5 separate regions of the Mus musculus genome follow, and regions 2, 3, 4 and 5 are each linked to region 1. A link is a contact called in public HiChIP or PLAC-seq and promoter capture Hi-C data. All regions are on one chromosome and are shown on one strand. Each heading gives the region's core, a stretch centred on a gene start, on an enhancer-like site or on the middle of the called end of the contact. The rest is flanking DNA. Distances are from core to core; before and after follow the strand shown. Region 1 holds the start of Csrp1 (cysteine and glycine-rich protein 1). Region 2 holds the start of Ascl5 (achaete-scute family bHLH transcription factor 5). Region 3 overlaps Ipo9 (importin 9). Region 4 holds the start of Ipo9 (importin 9). Region 5 overlaps Nav1 (neuron navigator 1).

What was found. Promoter capture Hi-C pulls out the DNA fragments that hold promoters and counts their contacts. HiChIP or PLAC-seq counts read pairs in DNA pulled down with a chosen protein or histone mark. Capture Hi-C pulls out chosen DNA fragments and counts their contacts.
Region 2: a promoter capture Hi-C map of pancreatic islet shows a contact between it and region 1. The contact joins the promoter of Ascl5 here to the promoter of Csrp1 in region 1. A contact is called at or near these places in 2 of 39 promoter capture datasets (embryonic stem cells and liver), 1 of 115 datasets of contacts at active chromatin or transcription factors (pancreatic cancer cells) and 1 of 9 other capture datasets (pancreatic islet).
Region 3: an H3K4me3 HiChIP or PLAC-seq map of bone marrow-derived macrophages shows a contact between it and region 1, with 3 times the contacts expected there. The contact joins the enhancer-like site here to the promoter of Csrp1 in region 1. A contact is called at or near these places in 1 of 39 promoter capture datasets (the HPC-7 cell line), 1 of 15 datasets of contacts at CTCF or cohesin (the NIH/3T3 cell line), 3 of 115 datasets of contacts at active chromatin or transcription factors (bone marrow-derived macrophages, embryonic fibroblasts and microglia) and 3 of 9 other capture datasets (adipose tissue, macrophages and pancreatic islet).
Region 4: a contact with region 1 is called in a promoter capture Hi-C map of liver, with 2.6 times the contacts expected there. The contact joins the promoter of Ipo9 here to the promoter of Csrp1 in region 1. A contact is called at or near these places in 6 of 39 promoter capture datasets (the 3T3-L1 cell line, the HPC-7 cell line, cranial neural crest and 3 more), 1 of 484 Hi-C or Micro-C datasets (embryonic stem cells), 8 of 115 datasets of contacts at active chromatin or transcription factors (the NIH/3T3 cell line, bone marrow-derived macrophages, embryonic forebrain and 4 more) and 2 of 9 other capture datasets (adipose tissue and liver).
Region 5: an H3K4me3 HiChIP or PLAC-seq map of bone marrow-derived macrophages shows a contact between it and region 1, with 4 times the contacts expected there. The contact joins the enhancer-like site here to the promoter of Csrp1 in region 1. A contact is called at or near these places in 6 of 39 promoter capture datasets (the 3T3-L1 cell line, 3T3-L1-derived adipocytes, the HPC-7 cell line and 3 more), 6 of 115 datasets of contacts at active chromatin or transcription factors (bone marrow-derived macrophages, embryonic stem cells, neural tube and 1 more) and 4 of 9 other capture datasets (adipose tissue, liver, macrophages and 1 more).

The regions. Positions count from the first base shown.
Region 1 is chr1:135,725,633-135,731,285 of GRCm38.p6, reverse strand. It overlaps Csrp1 (cysteine and glycine-rich protein 1), which reads right to left and starts at 2,119. Exons shown (of 6, transcript NM_007791.6): 1 at 2,012-2,119.
Region 2 is chr1:136,048,361-136,054,013 of GRCm38.p6, reverse strand. It overlaps Ascl5 (achaete-scute family bHLH transcription factor 5), which reads right to left and starts at 3,210. Exons shown (of 1, transcript NM_001270609.1): 1 at 2,644-3,210. The coding sequence starts at 3,210. The coding sequence ends at 2,644. Cacna1s (calcium channel, voltage-dependent, L type, alpha 1S subunit) reads right to left here and starts at 1,203. Exons shown (of 44, transcript NM_001081023.2): 1 at 962-1,203. The coding sequence starts at 1,113.
Region 3 is chr1:135,408,319-135,413,971 of GRCm38.p6, reverse strand. It overlaps Ipo9 (importin 9), which reads left to right. Exons shown (of 24, transcript NM_153774.1): 5 at 4,491-4,579. Among named protein-coding and RNA genes, the nearest start is that of Ipo9, 19 kb to the left of the region's middle. Within about 2 kb of position 2,786, at least 79 of the 459 cell types and tissues checked have an H3K27ac peak or open chromatin away from gene starts, as enhancers often do. A contact at or near this core is called in the HPC-7 cell line, the NIH/3T3 cell line, adipose tissue and 2 more, where this site is marked.
Region 4 is chr1:135,427,612-135,433,264 of GRCm38.p6, reverse strand. Ipo9 (importin 9) reads left to right here and starts at 2,774. Exons shown (of 24, transcript NM_153774.1): 1 at 2,774-2,997. The coding sequence starts at 2,835.
Region 5 is chr1:135,469,528-135,475,180 of GRCm38.p6, reverse strand. It overlaps Nav1 (neuron navigator 1), which reads left to right. Exons shown (of 30, transcript NM_173437.2): 4 at 2,310-2,448; 5 at 2,725-3,022; 6 at 4,011-4,701; 7 at 5,115-5,549. Among named protein-coding and RNA genes, the nearest start is that of Mir1231, 18 kb to the right of the region's middle. Within about 2 kb of position 3,225, at least 26 of the 459 cell types and tissues checked have an H3K27ac peak or open chromatin away from gene starts, as enhancers often do. A contact at or near this core is called in bone marrow-derived macrophages, macrophages and pancreatic cancer cells, where this site is marked.

The DNA.
Region 1 (5,653 bases), core at 870-3,369:
TGTCGCTAACATCTCTTTGGACTTAATCCATGCCTCCTTCAGGCTTCTAGCAAGTCAACCTTGCCCAGTGAGCCCTGCTTGCATAAATGAACCTTGGGGCTCACCAGAAGACTTCTTCCCCAACTCGCTTTCTCCACCAGGAGACCCACAGTGAATAAAAACCTGTAAACACTGAAGTCATGGAAAAACAGGTTGGTGATTATTTACGACTCCACTCATCCACTCAGTGTTCGATTCTTGACTGGTTGTTGTCTTTTTTTTTTTTTTAAGATATTAGCTCAGGCTAGACTCCAATTTGTGATCCTCCCACCACCATCTCCCAAGTGCCAGATTACAGTCACGTGCCACCATAGCCACCTTCAATCACCCAGTGTTGATTTACCATGGATCGAGTGCAAACATTACCCTCTCAGCCTGCAACTCTGACCCAGGAAGGACTAGACTGGTTCTGGAGTCTGTGAATTACAAAAGACAACACCTGGACCGGTGCTAGGGCAGGCCAGAGGCAGCTTTTTCACATTTTCTCTGCAGGTAATCACAGAGCAGGAGACCTGCCCTTCAGTTTCTCTCCTACAATCTCCCAAATCCCTCGGCATTTGAGCCTTGGGCATGGCTCTCCTCTCTACCTCCTCAGGCCAACACCACACCCTCTGCAGGATAAACTTACTTCCCTGACAGACCGTCCCACCCCGGATATCCTTGCCAAGGCAAAGGGTCTCTCTGTGCAGTGACAAGCTGGATTCTCCAATGAGGCTTAGGCAGTGCCCAGACCAGCCTCTCCCCAACACAGAGGCCTGGCTTCCTAAGCAGAGGCCTGGTGAGAGGATCAGAAGGCAGGGAGGAAGCCCTAGGGCCCAGTCCTGAAGGAAATCCCCAACCTAGCTCAGAGACAACTGTACTAACAGCCCCAGTCCTCTGAGCTTCTGCAGGATGCCAGGGTGTGTGTGTGTGTGTGTGTGTGTGTGTGTGTGTGTGTGTGTGTGTGTGTGTGTAATATGTGCTCCAAAAAGTACTGGCCCAGAAGAAAACTGAGCTGTGTCACTTGTTCGAGGTCATCCGTGTATTAAGTGTCAAATCTGAGTCAAAACTCAGTCTGCTTGCCTTTCAGAAACCCTGTCACCAAGATTCCAGAGTCTCATGATAAATGTCCCACCAAAGGCAAGTGAACCGCTTGCATGCAGTGATGGTGTCCCATTACAGTGTCCTGTCAAGGTGGGGAGGCCCGTCCATTCATGCACCACAGGAGGTAAGAAGTGGGTGGGACAAGTGGGTGGGATGGTCCTGACATCAAGTACTTGCTCCCAGTCTAGACCCTTGCTCTGACGGATCACAGCAGCACATGCAGAATAGACCCAGACCTGTGCCACTTGGATGAAACACCTGTCAGATAGATAACAGCTTGTTGGCTGACACTGCAACTCGCTCTCAGGCCCTTTCTACTCCCCTGCTGGCTCTTTGAGATCTCAGTAGTCCTCACCTGCCACCAAGACTTTCTTTTCCATCTGGTTCTTTCAGGAAAAAAGAAAACTCATACCTGCACTCTGGGGCTACCAAGCCAGATGCACACACACACACACACACACACACACACACACACACACACACTCGCGGGCACTTTCTCTCAGGAAAAGAGAGAGAGGAAAGGGGTGGCACGGATGTCCTCATCCCTCAGCTTTACAATGAGTGTCAGTGGCCCACAGAATCGCTGATTGTTCTGTAGGACCTGCAGGCGGTGGGGGGCAGGGTCACCCTGGGTCTAGAGCACGCGAAAGTCAGCTGCCCTGGAAGCCCCGGGATGGGGAGGGACCCAGAGTTTTCAGGAAAGGGAAACACTGCCGAGCTAACTCTAGCCACTTCCCACCACCTCCCTCTTGGGATCACTCTTCCTACAAACTTTTCTTGCAAGCGACAGGGCTGCGACAGGACCGGAAAAACCAATAGGCGCAGGGTGCGACCCAGGCGCTCCGGCAGTTGCGGGGACCCGAGGCGGACCACCCGGGGTAACACTCACCTGGCAGCTGCTGGGAGGCGCACGGGCGACAGCTCTCAGGGAAGCGGTGACTGGCTGCGCCGGAGTGCGCGCCGTTTTGTTTCCCCCTCCGGAAGGCGTTTCCCGCGCCACGCCAACCAGTAGGCTTTGCACACTGCACCACAACAGGGCTGATGTCACGGAGAAGCTGTCCCCTCCCCCATCCAAAACCTAGGGTCGGGAGCCCGGGCGTGGCTGCCGCCCCAGCCGTGACTTCTCTTTGCACCCTATGGCGATCTCTGGGGGCAAATCTTTACACAGAGGTGAGGGATGGGGTTAAGAGGTTCCTGGTCTGCCATGTGGGAAAGCGGAGACCTAACTGTGAGATCAGACTAAAGATAAACTTGGGCCCCCTAGGGAAGAGAGTGAAGGTCCTTAAATTTTCGGGTTCCGATGGCACAATGTTAAGGGGACTAACTTGCACTCCAGAATAAGACAAGCAAGGCCCCACTTCCTGTGACTTACTTCTGCCAGACAGCTGGCTTTAGGTTCATCAGTAAAAGGGCTATGTGCCACCGAGATGTGATGGGGGATGAGATACTATAACACCCGGGAGCACTTAGCCTAGCTGCCCTCCTCCAGGGGCTCTTGTCCCTCTGCTTTCCCCATCTCCCTGCCACCCACAAGAGATCATTCTACCGCTCCTGAGTGGATCTTCCTCTGGGCTAACCTACAGAATGACAAACACAGTCTCAAGCCACTGAAAACTGCCTCTGGGGTGATTAACAATATGTGTTACTGGGCCCACCTGCTCCCAGTCCGCAGAGCAGCCTGTCCAGAAATCCAATCCTAGAGGTGAACTGATGCCCCTGGGACTTAAAACGGAAGGCCCACTTTCTTTCTTTCCTTCTTTTTAATTTATTCCATGTATGTGGATACATTGTCGCTGTCTTTAGACACACCAGAAGAGGGCATCTGGAAGAGCAGTCTGTGCTCTTAACCACTGAGCCATGTCTCCAGCCCAGCCCATTTTCACTATGGGTACAAACAGCTCCAAGCAAGAAGCACAACACTTTCCTTGGGACCTAACGAAGTGAAGAATCTGCAAGGAAAACTATGTTCCTAGTAACAGGGGCTATGGGTGGGAGTGTTAGAGCCTCAAAGGAGGCCCTCTTCTATTTCATAGGATAATTACTGTTATTTGTTGTGTTCTGTAAAGTTGTTTTTGTTTTTATTTTGTTTGAGACAGAGGCTCACTGTGTATCCCTGGCTGGCCTGGAACTCACTATGTAGACCAGAATGGCCTTGAACTCAGAGTTTTCCCTGTGACGTTAAGATTAAAAGAGCTAGTTCCCACCATCATTATTCTTTACTATTACAAGATCAAAAGGACTTGAGGACTGCCGTCATCACTGCAGGTTGGATCATTATTATCATTGCTGGCTGAATTACATTATTCTCACCAAGCACAGGCAGTGTCAGGAACTAAGCCACACTCAAATTGCAGCATGATGTCACATGCTGTGTGGATTTGCCTGTTTGGACCTCTCCTGCCTGCCACACTTTTCGCAGAGGAGATGCGTGCTATGTTCATTGGGGAACAGTCACATGTGTTAGGCGGCCATCTCAAAAGTATCTCTAGGTACAGCTTGCTATCTCCTTCACTCTTCCAGGGCTCAGACCCTCGTGGGCTTCCTTTAAAGCCCTGGGGCTTGATTCTGTGGCACTAGACTTGCAATCCCAGCTCTTCTGGAAGCTGAGACAAGAACACAAGCTCAAGACCTGCCTGAGCTACAGAGCTATTGAAAGGCCAGTCTGTGGACTTAGCGAAGCCTTGACTCAAAACAAAAAGGGCCAGTGAATTGGCTCAGCAAGTAAGGGAGCTTGCTGTGCAAAACCCACAGGAGAAGGAATGAGCCAACTCCCAAAAGTGACCTCCGCTCACACAGCTGGCTTGTGAATGCCTACCTAACCAACTGCTAACACCACGCACACAAGCACACACACACACACACACACACACACACACACACACACACAGAGAGAGAGAGAGAGAGAGAGAGAGAGTGTGTGTGTGTGAATGAATGAATGAATAAAATTCAAATACAAAATCAAAAGTAAGCCGTGGATATAGCTCAGGGGTAGAACACATGCTAGTATGTATACAGCTTCATCCCCCAGTTCTGACGTCATTCCCCAGTTTTATAAATAAAGAGAGACAAGTCAGGGATAGAGCTGGGTTGTTGAATTTACTCTCTTCCAGGAATAAAGCTAAGCATCTCATGATTCAGAAGATGAGACATTTATCTGGCCTGTTTTTTTGTTTTTGATTTTGTTTTTCTTTCTCCCATAAGTCACGTCTACCCATTTAGCTCAACTCACCATTCAAGAGAGCCCTACTGTCCTGGTAAATTTTGGTTGTCAACGACCCAGAGTTACCTGGGGCGAGGGAACCCAAGTCAAGAATCCTTTCCATCTGACTGGTCTGTGAGTATGTCTGTGGACTTTTCTTCCCTGCTAATAGTTGATTGGTTAGGAAGGTCTAGCCTATCCAGGGCAGCCCAGCTGTATTTTAAAAGATAGCTGAGCCAGGCGTGGTGGTACATACCTTTCATTCCAGTAGAAGCAGATAGGTCTCTGAGTTGGAGGCCAGCCTGGTCTACAGAGTGAGTTCCAGGATAGCCAAGGCTACACAGAGAAACCCTGCCTTGAAAAACAGTAATTAATTAATTAATTAATTAATTAATTAATTAATTAATTAAGTTAGCTGGGCATGAACCCAACATCAATTAGCACTTTTCCGTGGTTTTTGACCAAGTTCCTGCCCTGCCTTCCCTCTATGATAGAATGTTCCCTGGGAGTAGAAGCTAAATAAACCTTTTCCTCCTCAAGTTGCTTTTGATCATGATGTTTATCATAGCAACAACAACAACAATAAAAACCCAAACTAGGACACTCTCCAAACCCGGGATGTCTGTAAGCATCCAACAGCATTTGGAGAAGACATAGCTATCCCTGTCTGATGTATTCAAGACTAAGAGGAGAAACCAGGAGGATCCTTGGTCTTTCTTATACTTGGACAGGTATGTTAAATTGAGGAACTACAGTTAGCTTTAGAGACCATGGGCTCAAGGCCCAGAGACGTCACTCCTACGGCTGGGGTTCCCCTGAAGCATCAGTACTCAATATCCGGAAGAGACAAGCCTTGGATCTCTGCCCAAGACTACAAGAGAGCAAACGCCTGCATTTCCTTCTTTGGTCTGGGTTTGTCCCCAGTGGCTCTGCTGATAGATCTCCCTGTGGGGGCATACCGATCTGTTCTGTGAAAAGATCTTAGGATGAGCCAGGGAAAGAAAAACAGAAACGGCTGCCGAACTTATATTTCTCTCAGTGGTTCTTTGTTTGGTTGGTTTGGTTTTTGGTTTTTGGTTTTTTGAGACAGGGTTTCTCTGTATAACAGTCATGGCTGTCCTGGAACTTGATTTGTAGACTGGTCTCAAACTCACAGAGATCTGCCTGCCTCTGCCTCCCGAGTGCTGGGATTAAAGGTGTCTTTACACACCTAGTTCTCCGTGCATCTGAAAACACCTTGGCAATAGATCGCTGTCCAGTGTGTCATCTAAACTCGCAGGTATGGTCACCATATTATCCATGCAAAGGCCATGTGTCTATATACACAGCTTA
Region 2 (5,653 bases), core at 1,961-4,460, 320 kb before region 1:
TGAGGGGGGGAGTAGCACAGAATAGATCTGTAAGAGAGTGGGCTCAAGAAAAGGGATGCCCTGCCAGGGGAAGCTGCTCTCACCAGAGAGGGCAAGGAGGAAGGGGGCTGGACGTGATGTGGCCTGGCAGAGTGTAGCAATGCGGATCAGACTCGACTCCAGACCCGCTGTCTCTCCATGGCTCCCGTATCCTTCCAGCTACTCCTCATTCTCCATTTTCCCAAGGAACAGCTGATGGAATCCCATTCCTCCAGAGCACGTCAAAAATATTTCAAATATTCCTGACTCTCTCAGAACCCACTCAACACGGGCCTCCTCTCTGCAGCCCCTCCTTACTCCCCCCAAATAGCCCAGATATTATCATTGTTATTTCCAGAACAAACCTAGAGAGAGATTGAGGTCCCTGTCCCCCAGGGTACTACTTCTGAGCTAAAACATCCAAGTTTGCTCGCCAGCATCCAGGAGCCAATAAGAGCAGGCCTCCCCTCGAATCCACTTCTCCAGTTCCATTTGTAACTGGGACTCTAGCCAGTGGAAGTTGTCCCTGGACTGTCAATCGTTTTCCACTCTCCCTCTGTGGAGGATTTCCTCAGGAGCTGCTCCGTCCTTCATCTTATTCAAAATCTTGGGTGGTACCCCCATGATGACAGAGACCTGAACACACTTAGAAAGACTCCTAAGAACACAGGCCCTCCACAAGATGCTCAATAGCTCAGTGGCTCTCCCCTATGACCCGAGAGTTGTCCTCAGGCTCCGAGAAGCCCCTTTCCATTGTGGCGGAGACCTCCCTTCCTGCTTTCGCAAAGGTTCCTTTTGCTGGTCTAGGTGTAGGTTCACCCCTTTCCCAAGAGCCTGGGTCACCCTGATGCTAAAAGTCCAAGCTTTGTGACCACCCCGTACCTTCCACCTCTGCCTCCCACCCACTCCCTGCTCCATCTCGCTCAGGTGCTAGAAAGGATACTTCCATTCCACGATGCTGATGCAGGCCTTCCTCAGGGGGTTCTGTAGAGTCAGGCAGAACAAGGCCCGCGGGGGCCTCGGCAGAATCTCAGGAACAGGTTTCTTCGGCTGCTTCTTCCTCAGGCCCTCGTCCTGGGGTGAGGGCGGCTCCATGGCTTTCCCTGACACCCCTCTCTTCCCCCAGCCCACTGCCCTCTCCTCCCTGTGTCCCCAGTGCCCCCACCTTGGGGACTGGACCTGACTGAGCCTATCCTGCTGAGGCAGGCAGACGGGTCGGGCGTGGGGGCGGGAGGATTACTCTCTCTGCTCCCAGCGAGTAAAATTAGCCCCTGCTGCCCAGCCCAGGCTCCTGCGGCCAGGCAGCTGTCATTCCTTCCAGTCCAGCCGGTGACATCCCCATCTGCCCCCGAGGAGGCAAGGGCTGGGTGTAAAGGGGTGACTTATTATATCCAGGCTTGAGACGGGGTAGGGGCAGTGGGAGACAGGAAGGCTTCACAGCTGGGGCAATGAGGGTCAGGGAGAGGAACCCGTGGAGTAGAGCCACAAACTCCAAACAGGTTCCTTAGATGGAGATTAAGTTTCTCCCCACCCCAACTCCGTGGCTCTGTCCAGAGAATGTGTTGGGTGGTGGCCTAGCTCAGCATAGCTCCACTCACACCAGTCTCAGTGTCTGTCAGGATCTGCCCAGGACCCTCTCACACTTGCCGCCCCCAATGCCTTCTTCTGGCAAATATGGAGCCCCTCTCCTACCAGAGGGAAAGGCTCCAGGCAACCTTGAATGTGCACTGCTCTCACAGGGCCCCTGGTCCTCCAATCCCTCACTAGACAATGTCTGTGTGCTTTCTCCCTAGAACCCTGGCCTCTCCCATATTCAGTCTCAGCATACACACTAATCTCTCTGGAAATGTTAGGTGACTGCACCAGCTAGCAAACATTGCAAGGTGGAGGGTGGGCATAGACAATAATTCAGGAATCACAAAATTCAACAATCCCTTTTTATTTAGTCCTTGATGTAAACACAATGTCAGTGGACCCTAGAAGCTTACAAGTCTTGGGGTGGGGGAGGCGTTAAGTCCAGAAGAGACTGAAGGGTGGGAGAGGGGAGGTGATCACTCGCTGTCAAGGAAGCCAATGGGCACCAGCGACCTCTCCCTCCCTCTCTCTCTCTCTCTCTCTCTCTCTCTCTCTCTCTCTCTCTCTCTCTCTCTCTCTCTCACACACACACACACACACACACACACACACACACACACACACACTTCCCCTAAGTCTGTCAGCTCCAGGGTGCTGAATGCAAGCAGCTGCCTGTCTTCACTTCCCTCGTCCCTCCCTCAGAATTCCTGCTCTTTAGAGGCCATCAAGCTCCTCGCTAGTATTTGAGGCCATCTTGTGGAAGGTTCAGGCATAACAGAAAGTGTGGCTGACTTCCAGGGGACTTGGTGTGGTGGACAGCAGAGCTTCGCTGAGGCTGGTCCAGGAGCTGTCCAGGGCTCTGCTCCTCACCGCAGACATCAGCTCCTGGGATCCGTATCTCGCCATCTCTACCCCAGGCCCTCACATCTGGCTCAAGTGGGTGGAGGTGGGATCACAGACCTCGAACACCACTGTTCTTTGTCCCGCACAGATGACCCAGAAGCCCCCAAAGCTGTTCCCTAGAGGGGCAAGTCCAGGCCTCTGGCCAGATCAAAGGCTGGGTTCCTCCGACTCCAAAAAAGGCGACGAGGAAAAGGGGGATCCACTGGACTCGGCCACCAAGGAAGAGGGCTGCGGCACGTTGCTGTGGCCCGTGTGGGCGGGCGGCGGGGAGGTGGCGGGAGGTGGCGCGCCGTCGGGGGTGGCGCTCAACAGCTCCTGCAGGTACTTGATGTAGCGGATGGCGGCGCGCAGTGTCTCCACCTTGCTGAGCCGCTTCTCAGTCAGGGCGCCGGGGAGGTGGCCGCGGAGGCGCGCGTAGCCCTCATTCACGCACTTGACGCGCTGCCGCTCTCGCTCGTTGCGCTTCTGGATGAAGGCAGGCTCGAACGGGTAGTCGTAAACCCCGAAGGCGCCGGGAAAGGGCACGTAGGGGAACACCCCAGTGTAGGCGTCGTAGTAAGGCGGCTCGGAGTGGCCGGGGTACAATAGAAAGGGTACGTTGCTCAAGGGTTCGGTGGCTGCCAGCGGCGTCTGTCCAGCAGGGGCCACGACACCTAGCTGCATGCCCCCCGGGGGCCCACGGTCCACCAGAGCTCGGCAGAAGTTACTGTTCATTGTGCCTCGTGGAGCTGGACCCAGAGTGAGGCCCTCTGAAAGGCCTCTGCACGGGCTCTGTGTGGTCCTGACAAAGGGGACAAGTCACATTGCTAGCACTCTGGGGTGCTGCGAGTTGCTAAGGCTTCATTTTGCCTTTTTGGGTTGGCTTGGACTCCTTAATGTGAGTCATAGCTCTGGACAAGTGCAGCAGCTAGCAGAGGCACAGCAGGTATCTGCTGTGGTCGCGCCTGCGGTGACATGTGTTGAGCAATCTGAGCACTTTCTCCCTCTTCCCTGCCTGGTCCTCCTGGACTGAGAGTCTTGCCTCTTCCTGCAGTCCAAGGCCGCCAGCACTGCCCCTGGCTCTAGCTGCGAGCCTCCATGACCAGATTCCCCCAGCGCCCAATTCTTGTTCCTCACTGGATCTTTTTGCAGGATCCCGGATCTGCGGGGGATGTGGGCAGAGGCGGAGAGCCCGTCAGCTCAGCAGAAGAGTTCCCAGAACTTTGCTAAAAGTAGAGAAAAGTGAACATATCACTAAGGAAAGGCCTTTGTGGTACTCCTATCTCCAGAAACAATCAAGAGGAAAGAGGGCGGGGATTTGGAGAACTGTTGGTCTGAGCTCAAATCTAGGGTTCACTCCTCAATAGTCAAGTGACATACATCTTAGAGTCAGAATTCCATATTTGGAGAGACAGAAAACATCCTTTATAGTTCCTAAGATGAGAACCAAAAGAGTACAAACACATTCCAAAGCACCCGGTACTTGGCCTGGCAGATAACGGCAGCCATTAATATCATTTCCTCTGAGAATTCAGATCATCTCCTCAAGGCTACCTTCCAGGGCCTGACAACTAAAACTTGAGACAGTCTACTGGGACAGGGGGTTTAGAGAGATGGCTTTGTGATTAAAAGCAGGTACTGCTTTTTACAGAGGACTGGGTTTCCAGCAGCCAGGAGCTCACAACTGCCTGTAACACTCACTATAGAGGATCAGAGTCCCTTTGCTTCCAAGAGCACTGTGTCCACCTGCACATATCCATACAGAGACACATTTAACTGTAATACCATTGTTTAACGGAGCTAATCGAACTAGCAGGAGGAGTTGGAGCAACTATCTCAAGTTAGCCCAAGCCCCTCTCTGGTGAATGAAAGATAACCCTGATTACAAAGCCCTGGGGGTTAGCTATTTCAAAGCTTCCTGCCCCGCAGACTGTTGTCACCTTCCCCTTCCCTGTCCCAGGTCACATGGGTCCAGGAGGACATATGGGTCTCAAACCCTCTTGGCTTTCTCCTCTATGGCACCTTACAAGGTGTCTTCTTTTTTTCTTTTCTTTTCTTTTCTTTTTTCTATCTTTTTCTTTCCCCTTTGGCTTTTGGAGACAGGATTTCTCTGTGTAACCTTCACTGTCCTGGAACTCACTCTGTACCTGGCCAAGCTGAGCCATGTCCCTAGTATGTAATAGATGCTTCATAAATCCTGTCTGAATAACCAAGAAAGAGGATTAGGCCAAAAACTGGGTTTGCCAGGGTGGGGCATAATTACACGTAGCCATTCCCTGGTTTTAGAAAACTGTTATTTAGGAAATAATTGGTCTGTGTTGAGTTTAAGTGCTGCCAGAGCTCATCAGCTGTGCATATCAGATTTGAGCACTATGCCCTGCCTCTCTGGCCCTGCTCCCTGTCCCCGTGTGTGTTCACAGTGTTCGTAAGTGTCCTTGGAGTGCTCGTAGCTCTGTTCTTCGTTCTACTCTTTGAGGACGATGCTCAGAGTTTACTGATGGGTGAGTAGTCGACCTGCATTGAGAGAGTGGGGGCATCCCGAGGTCTTGGCTGTGGTTCAGCCTTGTCTATCTGGCAGAAAAGAGCCAGTCCTCTCCCTGCCTGAGAAGCCGGTGGCAACCTCAGATTTTTGAGTGTCCTCTATACCCTCCCGCAACAAACCAACAAGGATCCAAAGTCTCAGAGTCTCACACTTGCTAGAAGGTGGAAGCTGACGTATGAATCATCAGGACTAAAATTCTTATCTTCCCGCTCTTTGTAGCTGACCTCTAGAGCCTCCCACCAATGGTAGTTTTGACATATAATAAGAGTCAGCTTTGGCAAGATTCTAGCTCTCCTGGTGGGGCTCCCAGGCCCCAGCCTGTGCTGTCCAGGTTGAGTATCTGAGAATTTACTCAGGACGTGAATCCCAGTGGGCAGGGCTAAAGCTTTTTCTTTTAAAGCTAAAGTCCCTCACACCATGCTGGGCACATAAAGATTGTTCAAGATACTTGCCAGGATTGTTCTGTGTCTTTAACTTTTTGAAATAGAGACTTGATTGCTTATATTTGATCTGACAGAGGGCAGAAGTTTATTTGTATTAATGACAATTTTAGGAACACAATTTCTCATGATTGATTCAACATGAGAACTTATTTTTAAAATAAATAGTGCATGCATTAGCATTTTTTTTTGTTTT
Region 3 (5,653 bases), core at 1,537-4,036, 320 kb after region 1:
GGTAGCGCTGTCCCTAGGCTGGTGGACCTGGGCTGTATAAGAAAGGAAGCTAAGCAAACCAGGGAAGGGAGCCAGTGGGCCTTCCTCTGTGGTCCCGATTTCATTTCCTGCTTCGGCTTCCCTTGATAATTGACTATAACCTTTAAGCCAAAATAAGCAATTTCTTGCCCAAGTTGTTTTTGGTCAGTGTTTTATCACACTATCAGAAAGCAAACTAGAAAAAGGGTTTTAGTTAAATTCTAACAAAAGACGGTTCTTTTCTGGTGTTATCTTTGTGTTATCTCCTGTATCTGGGTTGATATCTCTTTTTCCTAACTTTGGAAATTTTTCTGTTATGATTCTTTTGAAAATATTTTCTAGCCAGGCAGTGATGGTGCACACCTTCAATCCCATCGGTCTGGAGGCAGAGGCAAACGGATCTCTGTTGAATTGAGGCCAGCCTGGTCTACAGGTGGAGTTCTAGGACAGCCAGGGCTATACATAGTAACTCTGTCTTGAAAATGCAACAACAAAATAAAAGGAAGTATTCTCTGTGCCTTTACAATGAGATTTTCTTATGCCTGTTCCCTGTCAGAGTGTCTTATCTATCTTGGAATTCCCTTCCATACCCTTAAATGCTTTATTTTTGTCCTTGTTGCACTGTTCCTCCATCATGTCTTCAGGGGCAGACACTCTGTCCTCTCCTTTATTAATTCTGTGCTGACTGTCCACAGAATTTATTTCACTGTGTCTTTTAATTCCAGCATTTCTGCTTGGCTTTTATTCAGTATTTCAGTTTCTTCTTAATTCTTTCATATTTCATATCTAGCCTTCCTTATTTCATTCAGGTGTTTATTTGTGTCTTGAAATGTGCTTGTTACACTGGGATCTCTCTCAGGGACTTCATCCGATTCTCACTAGAGATCATTGCTATAGTTTTAGTAATTTTGAAGGAGTTAGTTTGCTTTGATATTTCCTATTTTTTATGTTACTGCATTGGGTTTACATATCTGGTATTTTTTTCTTTGCTTGGTTTATTTTTTGTCAATTATATTTTTCAGATGACATATTTGAAATGGTCAAATGGGACTTGAATGTGTAGTTCAGAAAATAATTCCTTAGACCAGGAGTAGCTCTGAGGACCTGGTGTACAGTCTGTCTTATTCCCCGAATTCCATATTAGCTGTGAAAGCAACCACAGCTGCTTGATATCAGCACTAAGCAATTGTCAAGAACTGTTGGAGGACAAATAACCAGGTTTAAATAGTGTAGAGTAGACTCAAAATTTTTTGTTTGTAAGATAGAAATAGGGAGGATTTAGGATTTGTAAGAGGGAGGAGTTAGCATAGATCACCTTGGAGAAGAAAAACATTGAGGTTAGTAAAATGTAGCCAGAAGGGGAAAGTTGAGACCCCTTTGGGGTCTGCAGATTTTAGAGATTGTTAAAGCTGATGGGAAGTTTTCATTAAGTAGAAAGAGTAAGGGATGAGACTAAGAAGAACAGTATAGGAAGAAGAGGGGAGGTTATGGGGCTGGAGAGACAGCTCAGTGGTTAAGAGCACTGGCTGCTCTCCAGGGGACCTGGGTTTAATTCCCAGGGCTCCTAACCATCCGTAAGCCCAATCCCAGGGGTATACCTCCCTTTCCTGGTCCCTCCGCAGGCACTCGGTGCACAGACATACATGCAGACAAAAGCCCCCTCCCTCCCCTCAGAAGGAGGCTAGTGCATGCAGTTAAGCATGCATGCTGCTTTTGCAGATGACCTGAGTTGTATTCTGTGTAGCCACATCAAGCAGCTCATGGCTGCCTTTATTTAACTCTAGCTTCAGGGGATCCAGTGCCTCTGGCCTCTGAGGATCTACGCTCACACACACATTTGTAATTAAAAAATAAGATAGATATATGTATGTATATTTTAAAGACTGGTTATGGGGTAAATTGTTAGCTCAGCTGCACTTAGTTACAAATTAGTTCTCAATTCTTCTGGCTCTAGCAGGTTCTGCATGGTGTTGTGTGATAGAGGAGGAGATGGGAGCCTTTGATCTCTGAAACCTCTATGTTCCTGGGGCTCTGGCATATGAAAGGAGGGGAGGTTGAAAGTCCTTTTCTGCCGGGCATGGTGGCAGGCATGGGGGTGCATGCTTTTAATCTCAGCGCTCAAGAGAGAGGCAGATAGATCTCTACTTCGAGGCCAGCCTAGTCTACAAAGTGAGTTCCAGAATAGCCAAGGCTACACAAACAAACAAGAAAGTCCTTTCCTGATATAATTCCCTGGCTCCTGCACACTGAGTGGCATGTCGAGTTCCTACGCTCAGGTGTGTGAGGAGCAGCACTCGAGGTCTAGCCGTTGAATCTGTTTACTTGGCATCTATGCTGCATTTTACATGCCCACTCAGCATTAATAGCAGGTTACCAATTCTATGTCAAAGTCAGACCTTTCATTTGTCCTATTCTTACCCCCAGATACCCTTTTAGAGTTCCGACTGTGTACCTACTGGTGAGCTTTTAGCTCAGAAACATCAGAAAGGCCAAGGTGTTCCTTGATTGGCCTTTCACCTCCCTGCTTCTGTATGAGTGAGGTGACTGCTCTGTGGAATTGAACTTCTAAGAGCCTTTGCTTAGCTCTCCTAGTGCCAGGGTATCCAGCAAAGGGCAATTGTTTTAGCCAAGGAGAGGAAATCCTAGTTTTCCTGTACGGAGTTAGCTTCTTTCTGACAGACCTGGAGAGAAAGGATGGCTGTATAGTTACTCTGATTGGAAAGCAGAAGAGGCTTTGTACTTGACTAAGGAAATGACTATACAGTGAGGTCACTTTCTCCCAGCCAGGAGAAGGAACTGGTGAAGAAATGTGTATCCTTTGTAATGAGTCAGCAGGCATGAAGTGGACGGCAGCCAGCCTCCATTCACAAATAGCTACTCCAGTTGATTTCAACTTCACACCACAGGAACTGGAACATCCATGAGGACAGAAAAGTATTGGTGTGTGAGAAATGTGGGACCAGTTCTCTTTAGGGTTTTCCTTTTTTTATTTTGAGATGGAGGTCACTCTGTGTTGCCCAGGCTAACTTTTAACTCCTGGCTCCGGTAGTCCCACCTCACCTTCCAGAATAGCTTAGGAAAATAGGCATGTCCAGCTGTGCCCAGTGTCTTTGAGACTTTTTGGAGGAAGATACTGTTCTTGACTTCTGAGTTATTTTACTATTTATAAAAGAGAACTTGGTCTCAAGATATAAAGGGACTATATGCTAAGAATTTAAATATTTGATCTAATAGATAAATCTTTTACTTCTATCTTATAGTTTTGTAAATTTAGTTGTTAATACCCCAGACTTTTTGACTTGATAATAATGACCTCAGAAAACTTACTTTGAATTTAAACCTACAAAGTATGAACAAATTGAGACTACTCACAATGATTATAGAAAAGTTAAACTGTACAGTTAGTCACTTCAGTACTAAGACTCCTTTCTTTGTAGTGGTGGTGATGGTGGCGATGACACTGGGGATCGGACCAGACCCTTGAACGTGCTAAGCTGCACCCAAGCTCTATGCTATATTTATTCATAAATGCAGGCTATGCTTGATCCTAGGCCCAGAGGTGGTAATATGCTATCTAATGTATTTATTTGGGCTGACTTCAGTCTAAATGGAATTTGACATTTTATTAAGATATTAATTTTATTAAGACAAAGCTTGGAATTTATCTTTCAGAAGGAAGCCACATTCCTAAAGAACAGCTGGTCTCCAGTATTTGATCTGTATTTGACCTGTGGGGATTGATACAGGGTCTTTATGCATAGCATTTTCTTATTTAATTTTTTTCCATACACAAGACGATATGACCTGTCTTTCCTCACCTCTTTCAAATCTGCACATGGGTTAAACACCTTCACTCAGGAATCCTAACCCCAGAATTACACATTGATAAATGGAGTCGATGCTTAATACATTTTCAGATGGGTGGGAGGGTTGGTAGTTGGTTGGTTGGTTGATTGGTTGGTTTTTCTCGAGACTAGGCTCTCACCATGTAGCCCTGGCTGTCCTGGAACTCGATCTGTAGACCAGGCTGGCCTCGGACTCAGAGATCTGCCTGCCTCTGCCTTCCAAGTGCTGGAATTAAAAAGGCATGCACCACTATGCCCCGTTTGTTTTGTTGTTTACATTGAAGTAACTTGTCAGGAGACAGAACTGACAGAAACCAGAATGGCACTTGTGCTCAAAGCTGTCATGGCACAAGCTCAGAAGGACCCCTGTTTGCCTTACTTGTATGCAGTTGTGTTGCAGATGGCTTTAATCTGTGTGCTTTTCTTTTTAATATCTTGTATCTTCTTTTGTGTTCCTATTCTCTCTCCCCTTCTGACGAATAATGCTTCTGGCTCCTTGTCCTTCTTCAGAGTGAGTTTGCTAGACCAGTGGCCATTCCTAGGTCCGACTGGGAACTGCTACCTAGATGGCTTGCAAGCTTTCACACTTCATCTTTATGAAGTATCTTTTACTTTTTGTCTTTGCAGAGTTTACTCGAGAAGTGACAGACACACAGATGCCACTTGTTGCTCCTGTCATTCTGCCAGAGATGTATAAGATATTCACCATGGCCGAGGTATGGAATCTCAGCCCAGTAGGTGCAGCAAAAGGACCTGCCTGGCTCTGGTCAGCGCCACCTCTCAGGTGTATGGTGATGGTTGTTGTCACTGGTGCCCATGCCAAAAACTGGAATTGACATTGAGCTAGATCAGAAATTGAATTGACCGTAGTCTTTGATCTCATGACTACAAGGGAAAGCACTTGATGAAGTAACTGAAATGTCTCAACACCACTCAGCTTTGTACCCTATCACCCTTGAGTGCACAGTGCCATTCTTGACCTAACCTGCTCGGCCAAGGATTTAAAAATCATCTGTTACTTCATTGCAAGACTAGAATCTTTTTTTTTGCTTTTTTTCAAGACAGGGGTTGTTTCTCTGTGTAGCCCTGGCTGTCCTGGAACTCACTTTGTAGACCAGGCTGGCCTCGAACTCAGAAATCGGCCTGCCTCTGCCTCCTAAGTGCTGGGATTAAAGGTGTGCGCCACCATTGCCCGGCACAAGACTAGAATCTTAATGTATTATGTATATACGTGTTAGTACGTACATAATAGTGATCTATACACAGTAATGTATGAATCTTAATAGGTATCCAACCTCTGTAATCCCTTGCCCCCACTGAATACTCCACATTGTAAAGGAAATACGTTGAGAAGTGGGGATTCAGCTCAGGAGAGAGCTCGTGCTTTCAAGGCTCTGGGCCTCTTCTATCATCACTCTGTAGAGACAAAGCAGCAGCTGGGCACGTCGTAACCCCATCTCCAAAAAAGGAAAAATATCTACTAGCCAAGGTGGATGTGGTGGAGGGCATCTCTAAACCAGCACTCAGCAGGCAGAGGAAAGCTAATTTCTGTGAGCTGTAGGCCAATGGGAGCTACAGAGTAAGATCTTGTCTTTAAAAAAAAACAAAAAACTGTGTCTTAAAGGCTGATTCCAGTAAGTTTAACATTCTGTTGCCTTTCTCTCTCTCTCTCTCTCTCTCTCTCTCTCTCTGTGTGTGTGTGTGTGTGTGTTTGTTTATATTTCGAGTACACAGATATGGTCTTTCTGAGTAGCCCTGGCTGTCCTAGATCTCACTTTGTAGACCAGGCT
Region 4 (5,653 bases), core at 1,525-4,024, 300 kb after region 1:
TTTAATCCCTTGCTCCAATCTCCTCCACTTGCTCTGTTGGGTGGAGGCTTTAGGTTGTGGCCATTTCCTGTGACCACCCTGGATAGCCATATTAAAGTACTCTTTCTCCCTCAGCCCTTCCATCGTGACTTCCCTGAAGTGGTGGTGGGAAGGATGTTGGGCTAACTTGATGGCTCATGGCTCAGGGGGCAGTGAAGTACTTGTCACACCTGACAACCTGAGTGACATAAACGGGGCGGAAGATAAACTCCACACTAAGTTATCCTCTAACCTCTACAGGTGTCCCAAGGCATGGCGCGCACGCGTACACGTGTACACACACACACACACACACACACACACACACACACACACACTTTAAAAAAACGTTTTATTGATTTCTTTGTGAATTTCACATCATGTACCCCAATTCCACTCATCTTCCCATCCCTTCATATCTGCCCTCCACTCTTGCAAACCCCTCCCCCCCAATAAAATAGAATAAAACAAAAAACAAACAAACAAAAAAAAGAAAACCCCAAATATCTAGTTGTGGGAACTGTAGTATGTCATAGTGTGTCACCCAGTACACCCTTTTGTCCACATATCTTTACTTGCAAATGTTCTTTGCAGAGAGTCCTTGGTCTGTTGCGAGGGCTCTGGGTTCTGCTACACTACCACTCCTGGATCCTCATGGGGACTCCTCTCAGATCTCCTGTTGTTGGTCTGTGTCGTGGAGATCCTGCAGCTCTGGATCTGCAGGACCAGCCCCTTTACATACTCTAGCAGATCATAGATGGGGTAGATGTTGGAATAGGCAAACTCAAAGCCCTGGATCTGGGCCTGGGTAGCTGAGTTGGTCAGCCCGCCCCTGCACCCCCAGGGTAAGCTCTCCAGTAGCTCAGCAGCACAGTCAGTAAGAGGCGGCCTCAACTCTTCTCTCAGATCCGCATGGATGTCTCACCGGTGCATTCGACACTGGGGCCAGCTCTACTGTGCTGCCCAGGCAAGGTGCAGGGCCCACTCTCCTAAGGTGAGGGGCAGGGCCAGCTCTCCCACCTACTGCAGGTAGAGAGGGGTCGGGTGGGGTAAGGGCATCTCTCCCTTGCCGGCCACAATCCACAGCAGACAAGGTGCAGGGCCTTCTGTGTTCATGTCCTCAGGGCTAGCTTACCCAGTCCCTTGCCCTCAGGGTCAGCTCTACTATGTTGCCCAGGCGAGGGGCAGGGCCAGCTCAGAATAGTGCCTCAGGCAGCAGTCCTGACCAGGGACATCTGCATGGCCTTTGGTGGTAAAACAGCCTGGGATATCAACACAGACCTGGTTGCCATAGGACCTCTAACCCAGACAGGTGGACCCCCGAAGCAGTATGGATCCAGATGTCCCACGGTATCAAGTGCAGCCATTCAGATTAGCATGTCTCCCCTCCCTCTGGCAGCATGCCTCTCAGATATCCACATGGTCTCTGGTAGCAGCCCAGACCACTGACATCCACTTTGCCTTTGATGCTAATTCAGGTGCCAGACATTGACACAGACTGCAACTCCAGCTGCAGCAGGACCAGGAACCCAGACATGGCCCTTGGGGGCAGCTGGAGCCAGGACCTCAGCATGGCCTCCTCATATCCCCCTATTCTTCACTGCCTTCAAGTCCCTAGTTCCACCTTTCTCCACAGTATATGAACCCTTCAGCTTGGTTTCCTCCTCCATCTCCACCACACTCCCCATCTTTCCCATCTCCCCATCACACATTCATCCATCGTAGTGGTAGCCACGGCAGGTGCTTGGGTGTCTTTCATCCGGCCTCCCCCAACACTTTTTAAAAAATTAAGTAATGCTATATATTTGCAGGATTCACTCATAGTAGTCACACTCATAGAATCACTCTAGAGCCATGTGTGGTGGCACATACCTGCAATCTCTGCAATGGGGGAGGTGAAAACAGAAAGATCAAGATAAGGGAGTTCAAGGCCAGTGTGGGCTACAGAGCAAGTTTGAGGCTAGTCTGGGCCACATATGACCTTGTCTCAAAACAAGATAACGACAAATAGGTAGATAATATTTTTTTTAAAAAAATCATTCTAGAAAAATGCTCCTTCGCCTGTAGGTAGTCTCCCCTGGACAGCCCTTTTTGACATTGGGTTCATCTAAGCTAAAAAGCTAGAAGACTGGATTTTTCTAAAGCAACCACTCCCCACTGCCAATTTCACTTCAGTTTTTCTGCGTGTCTCCTTTTCCCTGTCCGCTCCCCAGCATCTTAGGATCTCTAAAGCTAAACTGTAAACGGAGCCAACTGAATAACTGCTGTTTTTAGTTGAGGGGAGGGGTGTTAGTTTTAAAAAGATGCTATTCTGACCCCCTTCCTTAAGGCCCGACCTCTGTCCTAACTCATCTTAAATCTGGGCCTAGAATCATGCAGGTAGAGAGCGGTGATGGGCGAGGCGAGGGAGGGCATCTACAATCCCACTACAATCCACAGCAGACAAGGTGCAGGGCCTTCTGTGCTCACGCCCTCGGGATTAGCTTTCTTGCTCCCTTGCCATCAGGGCCTTGCCATCAAAGGTTACGCGCCTTTATTCCAAGCGCGTTTTCTAACAGCGCGTGCGACTTCAGGACTACAAACCGTTATGAGAATTCTGTGTGTGCATAGACGCCCAAAGCTTTCCTGGCCCGCGAATCGCGGTTCGGTTCCGGCAGCAGAAGGCGCTGTCTCCCGAGGCTGCGCTCTATCCCCGCCCCCCGCCCGCTCCCGCGTACTTAGGTGCGCAGGCGCGGCTTCGCGGATTGGCCGTACGCGGGAGCCGTCATTCGGTGGCGGGTCCCGGCCGCGGGGCTGGCGGGCTGAGGGGAGGAAAGATGGCGGCAGCGGCGGCAGCTGGTGCGGCTTCTGGGCTGCCGGGTCCAGTGGCACAGGGATTGAAGGAGGCGTTGGTGGATACCCTCACCGGAATCCTGTCCCCGGTGCAGGAGGTGCGGGCGGCTGCAGAGGAGCAGATTAAGGTGCTGGAGGTGACAGAGGGTGAGTGAGGCGGGACCGTCACGAGGATGGTTCGGACCAGGGCCGGCCGCACAGTCCGCTGACCGTAGGGATTTGGGGATCTTGAGCCAGCGGAGAGGTGGGCGTCAGGAGTGGATTAGGAAACGTGGGGGTGGGGGTGCCGCTGGTGGCTGGGAAAGTCCTAGAAGAAGGGTGGCGCGTCTGAAAGGAAAGGGTCGGGGGAGGTGGAGCCTTAGCGGGGATGGGGTGGGGGAAGACTTGAAAAGATAGATAGATAGTGGCGGGGTTCTGCCGAGGACAGAAATGAAGTTCGACGTGGTGCTGGCGGTGTCGCGCAATCTAGATGATCTCTGAGCCCAAGACAAGGTCTTTTTGCCGTTTTCTTCACCAGCTCTGTTGTAGTGGGATCAGGGAAGGGAGCTAGAGAAGAGCCAGAAGTAAGGCCCTTAAGGAGGCGGCCACCATCGAACAAGTTTCAGCATCAGAGTTTTAAATCTGGCTGGTTGTTCAGACACATCACGTTTTCCTAGAAATCAACTCAATCCGATGCATACGACGCTTCACTTTCCGACCATGCTTCCCGTTTGTTTTTTGTTTTTTAAAGACTTAATGGCAATTATTAAATTACTGTGCATTTCTATGTACAGGAACCGATCTTCCTTTGTTTTAGATTCTTTGTTCTCATCCTCCCGTTATGTTCTTTAACGTGTTAGAGAAGAAACTATTAGCTTGACGTTTTCTTTTAATTTCCTGTTTAGTGGGCTTTCAGCGGGCCTGTTTTCACAAAGAACAGAAAAAAGGGTCAAGTCTCCTTGGTCTTTATGTAAGAAACGTACCTGATTCGGAATTCCAGATCCTCGGAATCCCCAAGCTCAAGGGAATATTTCCACTGCTCCTTAAACTTAGGCTTCCTCAGAAATATGGGAGATTGTTTCCATATTTGACCAACCACCCTCAAAGCCTTGAGTTAATACTCCTGCAGGACTTTTTATTGAAAAGAAGTGGATGTGGTGGGGGAACCTCCCTTGAATTTAGTTTTTATATCCTCTAATATGACCAACTATTGAAGGCAAGTTTCCTTCTGTTGGGACTATTGGGATTTAATAGGTTAGAGACTATTTTGAAAGGCCAGGTGTAGTTTTATAACATTACCAGACTCTTAAGAGAGGGAACCGTGAATGGAAGAAAGCTATTGGAACGAAGCACATAACTAACTTGTCCTGAGGTTTCTAGGTCAAATTCCTTGACTTTACAGTTCATGCCTCTGCCTCCCTCGGTATAAAGAAAGAACGCTGATGGGCAGAAACCTTACTAAGTTTAACTTGTTACTTGCATTTAGTTGCTGGGCTGATGCAAACCGATCCTTAATTAAACCTCCCATGAATGATACCCAGTGTTTGAGCTAATCCCAAATGTATGGCTGTCACCTTAACTGTGAAAGGCCGGCTTATGTTTAGACTGTACAATAGTTCTAGTCTTACTCTGATTTCTTCTTCAACTCATAGCCAGATGCTATGGCCTCATCTAGGGCACAGCCACCTATACCGTCCTTGAGATCGTTTTGAAGTTCTTGTCACCTACTCTTGTTACCTTTTGGGATCTTGAAATCAAAAGTACAGAATTTCGATCTGATCACTGATGAGTAAATTGATAAAGGCCACCTCAGTTCTCCCTCCTGTCCCCATAACCTACTGATAATGTGTGAGTGGCCTGCTGAGAGGCAGGGGCAAGCTCTGATACAGTAACAGGAATGGCGGCTGGTAGTGAGGTATATGACTCAAGTACAGAATGTGGTTACAGAGGTGGATCAAGTCTGGAGTTGAATATAGTAATATTGGCTTTAAAATAGTCTTCAGTGGCTTTAAAATAGTCTTGTCCCCTTCTATACCTGTTTTTATTTAGAGGATAGTGGTTCATTCCTTAAGAGTCTTTTCCGGGAGGGGTCTTTAACAGTAATCTCTCCCATTGGGTCCTGAGCATCTCCAATTTTACATACTGGCTAACTCTGAGATACTTTCTAAAGGTTCGCTTCTAACAGCTTCTTTGGCTGTGGCCCTTCTTTACATGAAATGACAGCACCTGGTCTCCTAGGGGGAGTTCACGAGCTTCTTAGTCCTGGATGGTGAGGAAATTGTTTCTGTAATGAAAATGTTTCTTGAGCTCCTGCTCTTGCCCTGTCCCTAAGCACTGGGATCTAGGGGAGCCTGCAGACTTTGCATAGTTAGAGCCTCGTTGTCACTGAGTGTCACTCGGAGTCGTGTGGTAGCCAGCAGACAATTGTCCCCTTTTTCCTAAGAGGATTAGAGTTTGAGTTCGATTAGCAGAGTTTGTAAAAATTTAGTTCTGCCCACATAGGGTAAAAGTAAAAGTGTTTTTATTTATTAGCATGTTCTTGTAATTGTTTCATTTGTAGACTGACATATGTCAAGCATACATTAACATGGGCATCAGACAAGAGATGTGTAGATTCCCAAAGGTCTATTGACTCTGAATCTTAATGTTCTGTCAACAACAACTGCTGCTGTTGCTTCTTCTTCTCCTTCTCCTCCTCCTCCTTCTTCTCCTCCTCCTTCTACTTCTCGTCCTCTTCCTCCTCTTCCTCCTTCTCCTTCCTCTTCCACTGTTTTAATTCCGCTTATGGTAAGACTGCTTTCCGATGTCACCTCTTTGTTTCTGG
Region 5 (5,653 bases), core at 1,976-4,475, 260 kb after region 1:
TTCGGCTGTATTTAATGGTAGTAAAATCTAAATAACTTTGCAGTGTTTCCTAATCCCCATGTTTTCTCTGTTGTTTCTCAGTGTATTTGGCTAAATCACTACAGAGCAACCAAGCCAAATGGCTAAACCACCCACTCTCTTATTCCCAGCACATGAATTAGAGGGAAGCCAGCTGAAATCCAGGCCAGGCTCATAAATGACTTGTATGTCTGATTTTTGTTCCATGATCTGAAACTCAAAATAATCAGAAGAGGAACCTATCCCGATTACCAGCAAATCCGCACGCACAGTCTCCAGCTTTGGACGTGCGTGAAGCTTGATAAACAACCCTTTCTGAACAGATATAAGACTTAGAGATCAATTCCAAAAGCCTAAACAGACACTCACATGTAGCAAGCTTATGGAGTTTAGGAAACCCTTGTGTTCGGTTCAGGACCCTCCAGCCAAAGTGAAAGCTAAGGGTCCTTTTAGGAAGAGCTTGGAACAGAAGACCTTTGAAGAAAGGTCCTAAGAGACAAGCTTGGGGCTTCCAAAACAGTGATCACTGCTGAGCCTGGTAGCACAGGCCGGTAATCCCAGCTACTAAAGAGACTGAGGCAGGAAGGTGCGTATCTATCTGTCTGGGCTATATAGTGAGTTCAAAGCTAACCAAGGCAACTTAAGACCATGTTTTGAAATTTTAAAAAATAGAAAGAAGAGCCGGGCGAGGTGGTGCACGCCTTTAATCCCAGAGGCAGAGGCAGGCAGATTTCTGAGTTCTAGGCCAGCCTGGTCTTCAAAGTGAGTTCCAGGACAGCCAGGGCTATACAGAGAAACCCTGTCTCCAAAAAAAACCAAAAAAAAAAAAAAAAAAAAAAAGAAAAAATTAGAAAGAGGAATGAAGGAACAAAGTTACTTAGTTAGGGCTATAGTTCAGTGGTAGATAGCATGCCTAGTCTATGTAAGTCCCTGAGCTCCATCCTTGGTAACACGCATGCACACTAGTGAGCATGGTCTAACAGAAGCCTCAGCCTAGCATCCAAAGATAGATCAAGAAGGTGGTGGACTGCAACGCTTGCTGTTTGGTGTAGCTATCTAGAAGAAACTTGCTGTAAAAAATTAAAGTCCCCGACCACAACTTGTTAACTTAAAAGTTGAACTAAGGAAGGGTACAAGGACCAAGCTACAAAGATATCAAGGTCTAATTAAGTTCATTTTGAACATAGGCCTGGGGCTCCAGATACTGTTTAAGAATAGGTGTTGGACACATCTCTCTTCAGTATCTTCCACCTGATATATATTTTTAAAATTAGCCATGTGCTGGCTGTTATTCAGTAGGAATATGGCCCTTCTACCAGAAAAGCAGCATGCTTCGGAGCAGAACCCAGCTTCAGGGGACAAAGAGATGGAGCAGGTCTGAAAGTTCTAGAAAAGAGACGTGTGAGTCGGAGAGCGAAGTCAGCAGTAGAGAACTTACCTTGAATGCAGAAATCCCTGCTGGGTTCCACCTCCAGCGTGCACAAACAAACAACGGTAAAACCAGAGAAGTCTAGATATAGAAAGTCTTATATACTTTCTATACTAGGTATAGAAAGTCTTAGAGGCCAGCACTTGGGATTGAAAGCAGAGGCCTGTGTATCTCTCAAACTCATGAGGACATCCTGGTCTACAGAGCGAGTTTCCAGGATAGCCAGGGCTACACAGAGAAGCCTTGTCTTGAGAAACTAGAAAACTTTTTTTTTTCCTTTAAGAAAGTACAGGGATGCCTGGAAAATATATCTAAAAATGAACAGAAACACAAGACTGTAAGGTTGAGGGCTGTTTACATTGGAATTGGTTTTATGTAATTGGTTTTTAGATGGATCTAAAACTGCCTTATCCCTTCTTGTTGTTTATTGCTGTTGTGTGTTAGGTGTCTTCATGCCACACTGCACATGTGCAGGTCAGAAGGCAGCTTTATGGAGTCGGCTCTCTCCTCTCACCTTTAGGCCGGTTCTGAGGATTGAATTCTGGTTGTCAGGCTTAGTACACGATTTCCCCACGGTGCCCTCTCAACAGCCTCTCCTCCTCTTTATAACATAGCTTCCTGCTAAGGAATCTAACACCGTCTCTTGCATTTAGCATTAGAAGCATTTTGCTTCTTCCTTTTACAAAAGAAGATCAAATTACAAGAACATTTAAATCGCACTTTGAATTATTGGCCAACCCGGGACTAACCCCAGACTTTCTTTTGGAAGAATAGTGTAAACCCATTTATCACGCGTATAGGACGCTGTTTTGAGCACTGGCTTCAGTGTTAACTGCTCACCTTTCTCCCTCTTGTCCTGCAGCTGGGATGAAAGCAGCTCCATTAGCAGTGGGCTCAGCGATGCCTCCGACAACCTCAGCTCAGAAGAGTTCAATGCCAGCTCCTCACTCAACTCCCTCCCAACCACTCCCACTGCCTCCCGCAGGAGCTCCACTATAGTGGTAAGTGACTTTGCAAACCTCTAGACCCCAAGGTCAAGGTGAGAAACACTGTATCAACCTGGAGGGACCTGTAGAGGTGTAAATGCTGTCATTGAGACAGTATTTTCCCACCCCACCTATCTAGAATGATAGATTAGAGAAAGAAAAGCATCCTAGAGATTAGATAAAGTATCTTCCCTCCACTCCGGAACTCTATCTCTTGCCCACCCCCACCCCACCCCACCCCACCCCAAACCCCCCAAAGCGGCTTACTCTGCCTTTCCCTCTCCTCATTAGTTACGCACAGACTCGGAGAAGCGCTCCCTGGCGGAGAGTGGGCTCAACTGGTTCAGTGAGTCAGAGGAGAAGACCCCTAAAAAACTGGAGTACGACAGTGGTAGCCTGAAGATGGAACCTGGGACTTCAAAGTGGCGGAGAGAGAGACCAGAGAGCTGCGATGACGCATCCAAGGGCGGAGAACTGAAAAAGCCCATCAGCCTGGGACACCCAGGGTCCTTGAAAAAGGGCAAGACCCCTCCGGTGGCTGTCACCTCTCCCATCACTCACACCGCCCAGAGTGCCCTCAAAGTCGCAGGTGAGGCAGGATACAGGAGGGACAAGGGGGAAGACCTTTCTTGGATGGTTTTCCTTAATAAACACAAGCCTGTAGCATGATAGGAAAGGTTTGCATTAGTGCTTTAATGTACAGTGTCCTTTCTGGCCTCTAGGAGAGTCCGGTGAGTTAGGAAAGATGGATGTTACTATTTTACAAATGTGGGAAATGACTCAGCGATCAGCTGACTAAGCTGCAACCACACAGCTGATAGAAAGAACAGGAGGCAGACAGTGTACCCAGGGATAGGTTTGACCTCTCTTCAAATGGTTCCCACTAGCTTCTTCCTTTCCTTCCCCAAGGCGTACTTCTTAGCATCTCAAGGAGGTCCTCCTGAAGTACTATGTTCCGTGGCTACACAGGAGGAAGCACAGCCAGCTTGGTGGCACACGTTTTTTTTTTTAACACCAGTGCTCGAGAGGCAGAGAAGCAGGAGGAGTTCGAGGCCATCTTGCTCTGCAGAGCGAGTTTAAGGACAGTCAGAGCTACACAGAGAATCCGTGTCTCAAAAACCTAAACCGCCAAAGCCGCAGCAGCAACAGAACAGAATAGAAGCACATTGTTTGCAGGCTTGCCCTGTGGGTCTCTTAGAGTTTTAATGGGCATTTCTCTCTGGTGTCTACACATTGCCTTGTCTGATTCATTGTGTCCCCTCCTTGTCCCTCCTTAACCAGTTAGTTTTTAAACACACTTCCTTCTTGATCATTTTTGTCATCACCTCTGCCATTTTAACCAAAATAAACTGCCCTACAGAAAACAATAAAAACAAACGAAGTGAAAAGCCTTCTTCCTCCCATAGGCCCTCTGGCAAGAAGCTGTATCCGCTTTTATCCAATACCCGTTTGCCCATATTTAGGACTCTAGATCTTTATTATGTATAGACAATTGTTCCTTTTCCCCTAGAGAGAAGAAAAAGTGTTTTTAGGATATCATGATAGCAACTCTTCCTCTCTTTCCTACCCTCTTTCAGGCAAACCTGAAGGCAAAGCTACAGACAAGGGTAAACTCGCAGTGAAGAACACTGGGCTACAACGCTCCTCTTCTGATGCTGGCCGGGACCGCCTGAGTGATGCTAAGAAGCCCCCCTCAGGCATTGCTCGGCCCTCTACTTCAGGATCCTTTGGTTATAAGAAGCCTCCCCCTGCTACTGGCACAGCCACTGTCATGCAGACCGGTAGCTCAGCCACCCTCAGCAAGATCCAGAAGTCCTCAGGGATCCCTGTGAAGCCAGTAAACGGGCGCAAGACGAGTTTAGACGTGTCCAACAGTGTAGAGCCCGGATTTCTCGCCCCTGGAGCACGGTCCAACATCCAGTATCGCAGCCTACCCAGGCCAGCCAAGTCCAGTTCTATGAGTGTGACTGGGCGTGGTGGACCTCGGCCTGTTAGCAGCAGCATTGACCCCAGCCTCCTCAGCACCAAGCAGGGTGGCCTTACACCCTCCAGACTGAAGGAACCTTCCAAGGTCGCCAGTGGTCGGAGCACTCCAGCCCCTGTCAATCAGACAGATCGGGAAAAGGAGAAGGCCAAAGCCAAGGCTGTGGCCCTGGACTCAGACAACATCTCCTTGAAGAGCATAGGCTCCCCAGAAAGCACTCCCAAGAACCAAGCAAGCCACCCTCCAGCCACCAAGTTAGCAGAGCTGCCACCAACCCCTCTCAGGTACCCACACTGGGCAATGACTTCCTCCCCTGTGTCTCCAGCCTTAAACTAGATGTGGCATGGCCTATCCGTTGCGTCTCTAGACCTTTGTTTGGATCCTTCCTCCCTCTTCTACCATTTCTTCTCTCTGCTTGAAAACTCACCTTGTCTCTACTGTTCCGTGTGTCTTCAGTACCCGTGCATGTGATTTTGCTGTGTTCAGCCGCACATTCCCCAGATGCACGTGTTGTCTCCCTTACGATTGAAGATGCTATAAGTCAGGTGTTGAATCTCCTTCCAGTTGGTTTATCAGCAGCAGCAGCGTAAACCTTTAGCTGCATAGGCAGCCAGAAAAGAAGGGAACTAGAAAAAGATTGCCTGTTGCCCTGTAATTTGTTATTCTAAATATTGTATTTCATCTTCACTCCTCTCAGGGCCACAGCTAAAAGCTTTGTCAAGCCACCCTCGCTAGCCAATCTAGACAAAGTCAACTCCAACAGTTTGGATCTACCATCTTCCAGCGACACCCATGCTTCCAAGGTCCCAGATCTGCATGCTCCGAGCTCATCAACTGGGGGCCCTCTCCCTTCTTGCTTCACTCCCAGCCCAGCACCCATCCTCAATATTAACTCAGCCAGCTTCTCCCAGGGCCTGGAGCTAATGAGTGGTTTCAGTGTCCCAAAGGAGACCCGCATGTACCCCAAACTCTCAGGCCTGCACAGGAGCATGGAGTCCCTCCAGATGCCAATGAGCCTGCCCAGTGCCTTCCCCAGCAGCGCCCCCATCCCTACCCCACCTACTGCCCCATCAGAGGAAGACACAGAAGAGCTGCCCTGGAGTGGAAGCCCCAGGGCTGGACAATTGGACAGGTATGTGGAGCCGGAGCTGAGCCTGCCTCAGACTCACATGGCCATTAGCAGGTCCCTCCATTTGCGACGCTTGATTTTTTTTTTAATATTTATTTATTTATTTA